Regions from separate parts of the Mus musculus genome. Here region 1 is linked to region 2. The links are chromatin contacts, called in public promoter capture Hi-C maps. All regions are on one chromosome and are shown on one strand. Each heading gives the region's core, a stretch centred on a gene start, on an enhancer-like site or on the middle of the called end of the contact. The rest is flanking DNA. Distances are from core to core; before and after follow the strand shown.

Region 1 (5,627 bases), core at 1,536-4,035, 110 kb after region 2:
ATGTGTGCGCTCACACACACACACACACACACACACACACACACACACACAGAGTGAGACATTTCTAACATCCACCAACACCAAAAAAGGATCAAACCATGGTACTAGTTTGTGATTAACGAAAGCACAGTGTTCAGAACTCATCCAGTTGGCTTTCACTCACCTAAAGGAGCGGTCAATGATGGTTATTATGTCTCCATGTCTCAGCCTCACAGGCTCATCTATAGTAACCCCGTTTACTTGAGTTGGATTGGTAGAACTGAAATTATATAATATTGCCTACGAGGAGAGAGGAGAGGCAAACACTAAGGACTTGCTTCAAGTCACCTTCAAAAGCTTTAAGAGTTGATTTCCAAAGCCAACTTACCTCTTGCTCTTTGACTTCAATTTTGCAATGTCTTTTTGACACTACAGGCAGCTGGATACGAATGTCACATTCAATACTCCTTAATACAAAAAAGTAAGGGATTTATGAGGGTATGCAACAAAAAAAAAGAAACCCTCAAGTTTTCAAAATATTAGCAGAATTTGACTAGTATGTTTATATTATAAGTGTAACGACACAAGGACTGACAAGATATGAGGGGCAGGGCAATGTTCACAAGTACTGCCTATGAAACCATAAAAGATGGAGACTTCTAGTACTTCAGAATAATTATATTAGAAAATACTAGCACACACAATTACTTTTCATGTAAGTAGTTATAATTACAAGACACAAATAAAAGAGAACTTTCTGTCAGTTTAGGAGAACTTTGGGTTTTTTTGTTTGGTTGGTTGTTTGGTTGGTTGGCTTTTTGATTTTTTTTTCAAGACAGGGTTTCTCTGTGTAGCCCTGTTGTTCTGGAACTCACTTTGTAGACCAGGCTGTCCTCCAACTCTGAAATTCACCTGCCTCTGCCTCCCAAATGCTGGGACTAAAGGCGGGTGCCACCACTACCCAGCTTAGAAGACCTTTGTAATGTGTTTATAACAATATGGGTGTTTAAGGACACAGAAGACTACTAGCATAAAATGTGCTGTGGCTAATCAATGCCTCAGTTTCTTCATACACAAAAGATCTATACCAGCACCCATGTTGCTATTCAGCTATAGTTGTATATATCACTTGGGTATGGGGCACACAGCTAATCTATGCGAGTCATTTTAGAACGACACCGAGTTGACAGACTCAGATGTCTTCACAACACAAACACTAATCCACAATCAGTATCTAGATTAGAATGTCTTTCTGGAAAGCTAGCATTGTGGTGGCACAGCACAGAAGGGACAATTCTAATCCAGCCACAAACCAGGACTTTCGCTGGTAGCTCCATCGTGAACTTTAAAAGCCAGACTATACTCTATATACTGTCTGCTTTCCTATGAACCTCTGGAGTCTAAGCATACCTCTTACAATAAATACCACATAACCAAATGCAAATTGATTTAAATTTTTTTAAACTTGTTAAAAGTATATTTAAGTAATATTGCAGAATAATCAAAATGAATGACACTTGTGACAAGAATTTGTACTCTCTTCTTTTAAACAACAACAAAGTTATAGAAAGTTCTTTACTCTGACAGGAAGTTCTTACTCTCAAGAAAACAGAGGTTTTGGGTTTCAAAACACCAGGCAGAAAGACCATATGTTCGAACCCCGTTTTACGGAGCAAAAAGATCACCACAATCCATACTAGATACAAAAGACCACAGACATTCTGGACCAGATACTTCCTCGACTGTCAAATACACCATGTCTCTGTCCTTACTCAGCAGTACTAACTAACGGCAGGCACCTCTCCCAGGGTGACATGAAAATCTGTCACCAGACTTTGTCAAATGTCTGAGAACTACCATTCTTGCCAGATCGCCATCTTCCTACCACTCATCCTGTGCCACACACTGATTGATCTTAAGTGTCAGTCGCCATATGGGACCCTAGAGATGTAACCATTAACAAGGCAGACCTTGTCTTGGAATTTAATCTACTGGGAGACAAACAAAACAATCTAAAACCTAGTCACCAATCTGCATGGTGTTAGGAAAGACGAGTTTTCTTAAAAGCATCCTCTCAAGTAACATTTCAAACGCGGCAGAAAGCCATAAGGGTCAACGTTTGCAGAAGTGGCAACACCAGCCACTGCCTGGAAGGCCTCAGGGAAGATTGCCATCCGACCGACGGGGGAGGGTGAGAGGGGACTCTCCCAGAGCACCCGAGCAGGGTTCTCCTATCTGATGTTTCCCGAAACATCCAGAGCCACAGCCGGCTGCCTGAGAACGACAGTGCGGAAGTTGCGGGACACCGACGTCAGCCTCGCGTCTACCGAGTGTAAAATCCCGATTCCATTTGGAAGCTCCCAATGCATGAGCGTGACTTCCGAACAAGCCACAGGGACAACCCTGTCAAACGCAGAGGGGGGTTGGGCCGCGGGGTCGCCGCCCCGGGTCACCTCAGCCCCGGCGCGCACTCACCTTCCAAACAGGCAGGAGCTGAGGCTCAGCGGGAAGTGTGCGCCGTCATCGCCGCTCCGCTTGATGGTGACCAGGTGAGCCGAGGACGCCATGGTCCGCCCGGCCGTCGGGACTGCGGACCAGGGCGGAGAAGCCTCTCGGTGAAGCTCGCAGTCGCCCCGCCGGGCCGCTCCTCAGCTGGTCCAGTCAGCGCAAGTTAGCTCTGGCCGCCGCTCACCGGGCGCAGCCCGCGTCGGAGCCCTCGGCTCCTTAGCCGCGGAGGACCGACCACGGCCACCCGCGGCCTTCGCTCCGCCCCGACCAGACCCGCACTCCCGCCGCCCGCGTCCCAAGTGCCCGCCACCCGCCACCCGCCGCCCCGTCCAGCCCCGACTGTCCGCCTAGGCGGTTCCGCGCCAAGGCTCGCCCGCCGCAGCCCGCCCGATTCAAACCAAAACGGCGGTTCAAATTCTGGCGCTAAGTGCTGCGATTGGGCCAGGCGGCCAGCCAGAGACCAATGGCGAGGGCGACAGAGGATTGGGGAAGTCCAGAGGTGGGGCCAGGCTGCGAGCCTGGGGGGGGGGGGGGGGGTGGAGCCGGAAGGTGGGAGGGGCCAGGCCGGTAGGCGGGGCCGGGCCAGAAGCTGGCTGGAGAAGCGGAACCCGAGCGGAGATAAGCTCCGGAAGGCGGGCAGGGTGGGGCTGGTGGGCGGGCCACTGCTGCTCTAATAGGCAGGGTAGAGGGTCCCAGCTTTTTCAGTGTCAGCAAAACTAGCGTGGCGACCTGTAGGAAGCTACCTGTAGGCTCCCTCTCCAGAAATCAAACACCGACAACGCCGCATCTTGCTCAACGCTAGAAGCTTTCTATTTTTAAAATTTATACCCTTCCTCTGCCGTTTCTGCAACACCTCATACGCAACCTAAGGTTGTTTCTCCTGCCTTTTCAGTATCCCTCAAACTGTCCTTTAAAAACTGGGGGACATCATTATAATTCATTCTACAGTCTCCCTGCTTAATGAACACTGAGGCAGTGGCACGGTTTTTCCGAAACCATAACTTAAGAGTTATTGCTGCGGCACGGTTAAGTTTGCAATGCTTTGCTGTTTCAGGGGGAAATGCCGATTAAAATAACCTGTGCAAGACTGCACCTGCAAATCCTAAAATAGGGCTCCTGGGGCACCAGTTGGGGTTATCTGAGGCCAGGTGCCAGTCAGATGAATATAGAGTACCTATGTTTTCCTGTCCTCTTTTTTCATGCTCCCTCCTCCTGTTCCTGGATCAGTGTTCTTCCAGTAGGGTGTTGTAAAAATTCCGCTTCTGGGGCAATAGAACCAATGTCTACCCTCTCCTCAAGGTCTCAAGGACAAGCCTGAAGTATGAAGCCATGAAATTTCACTCTGGGGAACGAGTGTGTTATACCACCCTAACCCAGGCTGATTAGTTATAGCATACCTCTTGGCCTCTAAACCTAAACCTCTGGTCAGGACTTCAAAAATATATTTAGGGTGCCATTGGGCCCCTTTGCTCCTATTCACAATGGGGCCACATGAATACACCCCCTTTCTGTGCTTCTCACTGTTGCCTCCTCTTTAATTAGCCTACTGAGGATGGGTGGTCCAGCCTGCCTTGTTAGGGCTGCCAGGATCCAAGCTCTACTTTAGGCCTTGGGCATTGCCTTCTCATCCTGAAACCTAAGCAATAGATAGATAGAGAGAGAGAGATTTAAAAAGCAGATCAGTTCATACACACATACACACACACATATATAGTTGTTACTTTATCATGAATATGTATATAAATGTGTGTGTCTGTGTCTGACCATGTGGATATGAGTACAGGTACCTCTGTATATCAGTAGATAGCATTGGATCTCACAGGACTAGAGTTGCGGGCAGTTGTGAGCCTCCTGAAGTAGCTAATGAGGCCTGACCTAGGTTTTCTCCAAGAGCAGCGAGGCCTCATAACCCCTATGCCATCTCTTCAGCCCTCCGTTCATATATTTTTAATTGTTTTTTAAAATGTGCTTAAAATTTACACTTTATGCTTTGTTTTAAATTATAGCCTTGAGGAACGTAACTTTAAGAGCCACAGTGTCTTCATTACTTTTCCGTTGTCATGAGAAAACACCATGACCAAGGCAACTTATTTTAAAAAATTAAAAAAACAAACCAAAACAAAACAAAAAAACATTTAACTTGGGGCTCATAGTTCCAGAGGGTTAGAGTCTATGACTATCATAGTGGGGAACATGCAGGCAGGTAGCTAGGCATGGCCCTGAAGAGCTGAGAGCTTACATCTGATCCACAAGTGCAAGACACATAGAACGGGGAGGGGGGGGTAAGGGTAGGGGAGAGAGGGAGGGGGAGGGGAGAGAGGGAGAGGGGAGAGAGGGAGAGGGAGGGGAGGGGAGAGAGGGAGGGAGGGAGGGGGGAGAGAGAGAAAGAGAGAGAGAGAGAAAGAGAGACACACTCAGGATGGAGTGGATAATTCAAACCTCAAAGCCCACCCCCAGTGATGTACTTCCTCCAACAGAGAGCTACAGCTCCTAATCCTTCCCCAACAGCTCGACCAACTGGGAACCATTTCAAATATATGAGCCTATCGGGTCCATGTCATTGAAGCCCCCACCCATATAAAGCTACCTAAGCATTATAAAAACACCCCCTACTCTCTTCCCGTTCCTCACGTTAAAGCATGCGTTCTCACTAACCTTTAACTCCTTAGCTTTGCTTCACTTTGGCTCATCCTGAAGTTTCAGGATGTCATTTTCAGCAACATTACCAAAGAAAGCGGGCCTGGAGGGCAAAGAGAACCACCTGTGCTGCCTACAGCACTGCTAGGCTCTGTTTGCCCAACACTGCAGTCACCTGCACCAGCCCATGGGGATGTGAAGCCCTACCTCTGCCACTGGGGTCCCTTTAGTTCCTCTTCCCAACACAGACAAAAGATTTTACTGTGAAAGTAACATGGAGGAGGGGTCGTGGTCTCAGCCTGTTGGGCCGCGGGAGGACTGGTGTCCATCCGTAGTCAGTGCGCCCAGGGCCTGCAGACAGGCTGACTGGCTTCAGTGCTGCCCACCCCACGCTGACACCACCTGATTTCTCTCTTCCTAGCCCAAACTCCTCGCTGCTCCAGGATCCAGGCCCTCTAGCAGGGATCCACCTCCCGGTCCTCCCTTTGAGATCACCCCACGGG
Region 2 (5,302 bases), core at 1,246-3,745:
GTTCTTAGTTGCCTGAATTAGTTTTCTGCTTCTGTGACTTTAAGACGATCACATGAGTTCACTTCTAAATTTGTAACTATATAATAATTTATAATAACTTGTTATAATTTGTACTGCAGAGACATTGTTAAATTTGTTTTAAAGTAACCAGCCTTGCCAGGACTCTCATCACAAGCAATCTGGTAAAAGGCAGCGTGGAGTGAGCCAGCTATTTTAAAATAGAGACAACTGAAAACTGATCCTACCCTTTAGCTGTGTAAGTGAGTAATCACAACCCAGCCAGATCTCCATCCGCAGGCAGATGAAAGTCTGATAAGCCTCATGTGAGGTTGCCTGCAAAACCAACAGGAACACAGAGCTGTATCCATCAGCTGACGGATGGATAAACAGACTGTGGGGGGGGTGAAATATTTGTTAGTAAAAGCAAGTGAGGTACTAGAGCATTCTATGGGATGGATAGGACTTGGGAAAATTGTTCTCAATGAAAGAATCTCATTGCAAAATGCCATATATGCTATAAGTCTATTTCTACAAAATGCCAGGATAGGGAAATCTACAGAAAGTAGCTGAGTGGTTGTCACGGGCCAGAGAGAGGCCAGAGTGGTGGACAATGAACTCATGAGTGTATATTTTCTTTTTGGATGATGAAAATGATCTTATATTAGATGTGTGAGTCTTTTTTTTTTATTAATTTTATTTCAGTGTGTATAGAGTGCTTTGCCTGCATGGTATGCCTGTGTGCCACATGTGTGCAGAACGTGAGGAAAACGGAAGATGATATATCCCTTGGAGCTAGAGTTACAGAGGGTTGGAAATCATGCTGGTGCTGGGAATCAAACCCTAGCACTCTGCAAGAGCAGCAAGCTCCTAGCCGAGCCATCTCTCTCGCCTCTAACATGAGATTTTAATGAGGTTACTAAATTCTTGAATATACTAAAAACCAATAAATTGTACATTCGGAGTGGGCAAATCTTACATATATAAATTATATCTTAATAATTCTTTTTAATGGGAAGAACACACAGCTTAAGCTAGGTGACGATCAGAGGCGACCCCAGGGGTGTAGAGTGGAAAGGTGCCTCTACCTTGAAAGACCATCTCCAGGGAAGGTATGGGGACTGCTTCGGGTGGGACCTTTACACCCCTCACTAGGGACAGCAACCGATTGAAGTCAGGCCCTTAAGGGCTGGGTGTCAAACACTTCAGACCCTGGGGAGCCACATTCCACCCTCAATTGGCTTCCAGGGAGCACAAGAAAGTTTGGTGCAGGTCATAGATGTTGAAAGCCAATGCATGTAGCAAAAAGAAACTACCATCAAGACTAAGCAAGCTCCTGAAGACCCTGTGAAGAGTGTCAGCCACCAGCACTGTTGGAAATTGGAGACCCAAGTGAGAGAGACCAACAGTGTCACCAGAAAACTAATGTTCTTTTGTTTTCTTTCTTTCTCTTTCAGACTATAGCCCTCATTTCCCCTTGGTGAGTACATAATTTTCTAAAAATTGTTTCTAATGTCTGATTGGTTAGCTTAAGATGCCTGGGATTTAATTGTTCTGTAAGGTTTATCCTGTTGAGAAACAGGCCATATGGTCAGAGGGTGACATGCAAATTTAGTGCCTTAACTTACTCAATGTCTCACATCACACTTCTCGTTATTATTATTTTTTCCCTGGCATTTGAAATGTAGCTCAGCCACTCGATGTCCTGAGATGCATTGCTGTGGGCAGTTCCCACGTGCTTTCCTTTCTCTGTCCTGTTTCTTTTACAACCTTATCTCAGTGGCACACATTCAACACCCATTAGGGTGCATAGCACAGCGGCACATGGCGGCCTGATGGGCGTTTCTTCTCATAAGTGGAGCTACTGCCCTGGGGGAAACGGGTGAGGAGGTGTTTTTCTGAATGACATTTCTGAAAGATGCATCAATGTCATGGAATTTTGTGTTGTACACCGACAGGGGCTAGGTAACAGCCAAATTCTACTTCTCTGATGCCTGTAAGAAAATACATTAAAGACTTTAAACATCATGACCCACATCTTGTTTTGTCTTGTTTCAGGCAAGCTCTCACTACGTTGCCAGAGCTGGCCTCAAACTCAAGGTCCTTTTGCTTTGACATCCTTAGAGATGAGATTCCAGGCCTATACTGCCACCATCCCCTTCATAGCCTTTTTCAAAAACATTTAAATCAACTTAATGATGTTCCCCTTTTCAGAAGAAAGGGAGAGAGGGGTGTCTAAGAGTTTTGTTGTTTTGCTTTCTTGCTTACTTGCTTGTTGAGGCCGTAGGTCTGACTGGCCTAAAACTCACTGTGTAGACTAGGCTGGCCTCAACTTCATGTGATCTTACTGCTTCTGCCTCCTAAGTATTGAGGTTCAGGGCACACTCCACTAAACCCCACAGAATCTGAGTTTAGAAATGGCTGCAGTGTGGTCACAAGAGGAACACAAAATGCTCAGCTGATAATACTGCCCTTAATGGGCGTCACCAGAGTGCAAAGTAGGAAGTTCCATTTCCGAATGCACGGCCACCTTTGAAATATTTTTACTGTTGGGGCAGCTACCACATGCCTGTAATCCCAGGACTTGGAAGACAGAGCCAAGAAGTCTCGAGTTAAAGGCTAGCCCGGTTTACATGAGACCCTATGTCAAATAACAAAATAAAAGCAAGAACAATAAACTTCTACTGTGTTCCAGACTTTAAGGCTGTTAGATTGGCTGGCCTCCTCTCTGAGGCAAGGGGTCCTTCCTTGGTGTTTCTCCATTGGAACGTAAATGTGTACAGTTGTGCTTGGTTTGATCAGATTGCTCTTTCTCTGTTTTGGCAATGTGGGATGATGATAATCCAGAATTTCTCAAGCTAAGAAAGAATGAAGCCTTCCTTTAGCCTTTCTGAGTTTTATGGTCCTGCTATCTGTTGCATTGTTGTTAGATGTAATTGATTATGAGTGGCATCCAACTCTGCTTGGGTAAATGGGGGCAGTGGGGACAAAGGGGAGGCTCACTGGGATTGTTTGTATGAGATAAAGCTTTAATTGCCAGTCAGCAACTCCTATTGTCCTGGAACAAAAGCCAGAGGTGTTGATGGGTGCATGTTGGCGGGGAATGCACATGAAACGTGACACTGTGGATTTGAGCGGTTTGCTTTTGTTTCTTAAAGTGCCTTCCATGCTGGAGGGAAGTAGTCATAGGTTAGGCCCCATGGATTTGTCTTTTGAAACACAGGAACAGATTCTGGTTGGTTCTAAACATGTGACCTTTGTACTTCTTGGCACTTGGTGCTGGGCTGGCTTGTCCAGAGCCAGCCTTCCTTCCTCCCATTCTAGCATTTCCGAGCCTCTTGGTCCACTGCCCTGATGCCCAGCAATGATCCAGCAGCTGTCCAAACGAGTGATCCTGTGACAACAGCTGCTAACCTGGCCTCAGCTTCTCCTCTCCCAGAGCCCTGTTTAAAACCCAGCAACAGGTCTGGAAGGCCAGACCTCCTGCCCAGCAATGCTAAACTGACTTCTGTGTGTCTTTGTTTCCTGTGTGGATCTGTGATATCCAGGCAGCAGCTCCGATCCTCTTGGCCCTGACTTTTGCCTCAGCATCCATTCTGCTTTAGTCAGTCACTCAGTTCCTGGCTTTAAATATATGGGGCTGGGAGATGGCTCTGTGGTAAAGTGTCTGCTGAGCATGCTTGAGATCCTGAGTTCCAACCCCCAGCACCTACACAAAAAGCCAAGCACAGAAGTGAGTGCCTGCAACTGCGGTACTGATGCTGGCTGGCGTGGGATGGGCAGGGCAGGAGATCCTGAGGGCTAATTGGCCAGCCAGTGTGGGAGAACCCCAGTCAAGTTCCAAGTACAGTGAGAGACCTTGATTCAAAAGGTATGTGGTTGAGGAAGACTTTGGGAATCATTCACTTTGACATGAGGCGTATTTGAGGAGTGGACAGGGTAACCTAGTCTGCCTTCACTGGGACTGTGCTTTCTGGCCCTCAGCAAGATTCTCTGGCCTGTTTGGTTTCCGTTAGCAAACATTTGAAATATAGGCACAGAGATTTAGGATTTCAGTGACTGGTCAACAGAATGATTTCTAACTTCTGCCCTCTGAAACTGGCTTTTGGACGATTTGGGACTTTGGACAGTCTGCTTGGGTAGTGCAGGTAAGCTCCCTGAAACTGGAGACCATCACAAGCCCTCGTCCATGCTTTGTGTGATGGCTGTAAAGAAACCAGGCCAGCAACCCTAGCAAAATAGACACACCAGCCCCAGCAAACCTCTTTTTTTCTGCCCAGCTGTCAAAAGGCTTTCAGTTTACTGGCATCATTCTTGAATTTCCACTAAAAAATAACTATCTTAATATTGGCTTTCTTAAAAAGATTCAAAATTATTCTCTTTTGTTTGGGAAGTCCTTTAAGCAAGAGTCAACCCTTTTAATTTTGCATTTAACAATAAATTTAATAAAGTTCTTGCTATGCAACATGAAGAGTTGAGTTTAATTCCCAACAAATGTATAAACAGCTGGGCATGGAGGTACACACTTGTAATCCCAACACTGGGGAGGCAGAGGCAAGCCCAGTCCCTGGGACTCACGGGTCAGCTGCCCTGGGCAAATTAGTGAGTTTCTGGTTCAATGAGAAAGTGGGTCTCAAAGATATGGCAGAGAACAATAGAGAAAAACATCTGCTGTGGACCTTTGGCCTCTTCACAGGCACACAAACACACACACATACACACACATACACACAGACACATACACACAGACACACACATACACACACACATACACACAGACACATACACACACACACACACACACACACACACACACACACACACACCACAAGCTAACACACAAAAGACAAAACAGTGGACTTGGAGAAGTAGTCCTGTCATGCTTATCTGTGGCCAAAGGTGTTTCATCTGGAGAATGTCACAGTTGAGTGGGTTCCTGTGGTCCAGAATCTAATGCAAAGAAATGGGAGAATAGAATTTATGGAAGACAGATAACTAAGGTTTAAATACATTCTCCAGCCTCGAGGAGCATCTCCACTTTAAAACCTAAAAGTGGCCACAGCCAAGAAGAAGCAAATAACGCTGTAAAGTGATGGTCTCACCCTGGCTCATGGAAACACCAAAGGGATTAAAAACTGAACGAAAGTGCTAATAGCAAACAGCAGCCGGGCGGGCGTTCACCAGTTCACCAGCACAGACCTATGGCTCCGCCCTTCACACTTGCAAAGCTTGTTTCGTTTTCTCCTCTGAGTCAATGCTTTTTCAGTGGTGTTGGTATGAATGACCACTCGAGCAAGACAAATAA

What was found. Promoter capture Hi-C pulls out the DNA fragments that hold promoters and counts their contacts.
Region 1: a contact with region 2 is called in a promoter capture Hi-C map of macrophages, with 5 read pairs. The contact joins the promoter of Mki67 here to the enhancer-like site in region 2. A contact is called at or near these places in 4 of 39 promoter capture datasets (hematopoietic stem and progenitor cells, macrophages, neutrophils and 1 more), 1 of 484 Hi-C or Micro-C datasets (neutrophils), 3 of 115 datasets of contacts at active chromatin or transcription factors (effector CD8 T cells, memory CD8 T cells and pancreatic cancer cells) and 2 of 9 other capture datasets (adipose tissue and liver).

What each region holds. Positions count from the first base shown.
Region 1 is chr7:135,713,594-135,719,220 of GRCm38.p6, forward strand. It overlaps Mki67 (antigen identified by monoclonal antibody Ki 67), which reads right to left and starts at 2,786. Exons shown (of 14, transcript NM_001081117.2): 1 at 2,455-2,786; 2 at 368-446; 3 at 164-279. The coding sequence starts at 2,546.
Region 2 is chr7:135,600,011-135,605,312 of GRCm38.p6, forward strand. Ptpre (protein tyrosine phosphatase, receptor type, E) reads left to right here. Exons shown (of 21, transcript NM_011212.3): 2 at 1,455-1,477. Among named protein-coding and RNA genes, the nearest start is that of Mir1962, 36 kb to the left of the region's middle. Within about 2 kb of position 2,496, at least 32 of the 459 cell types and tissues checked have an H3K27ac peak or open chromatin away from gene starts, as enhancers often do. A contact at or near this core is called in hematopoietic stem and progenitor cells and macrophages, where this site is marked.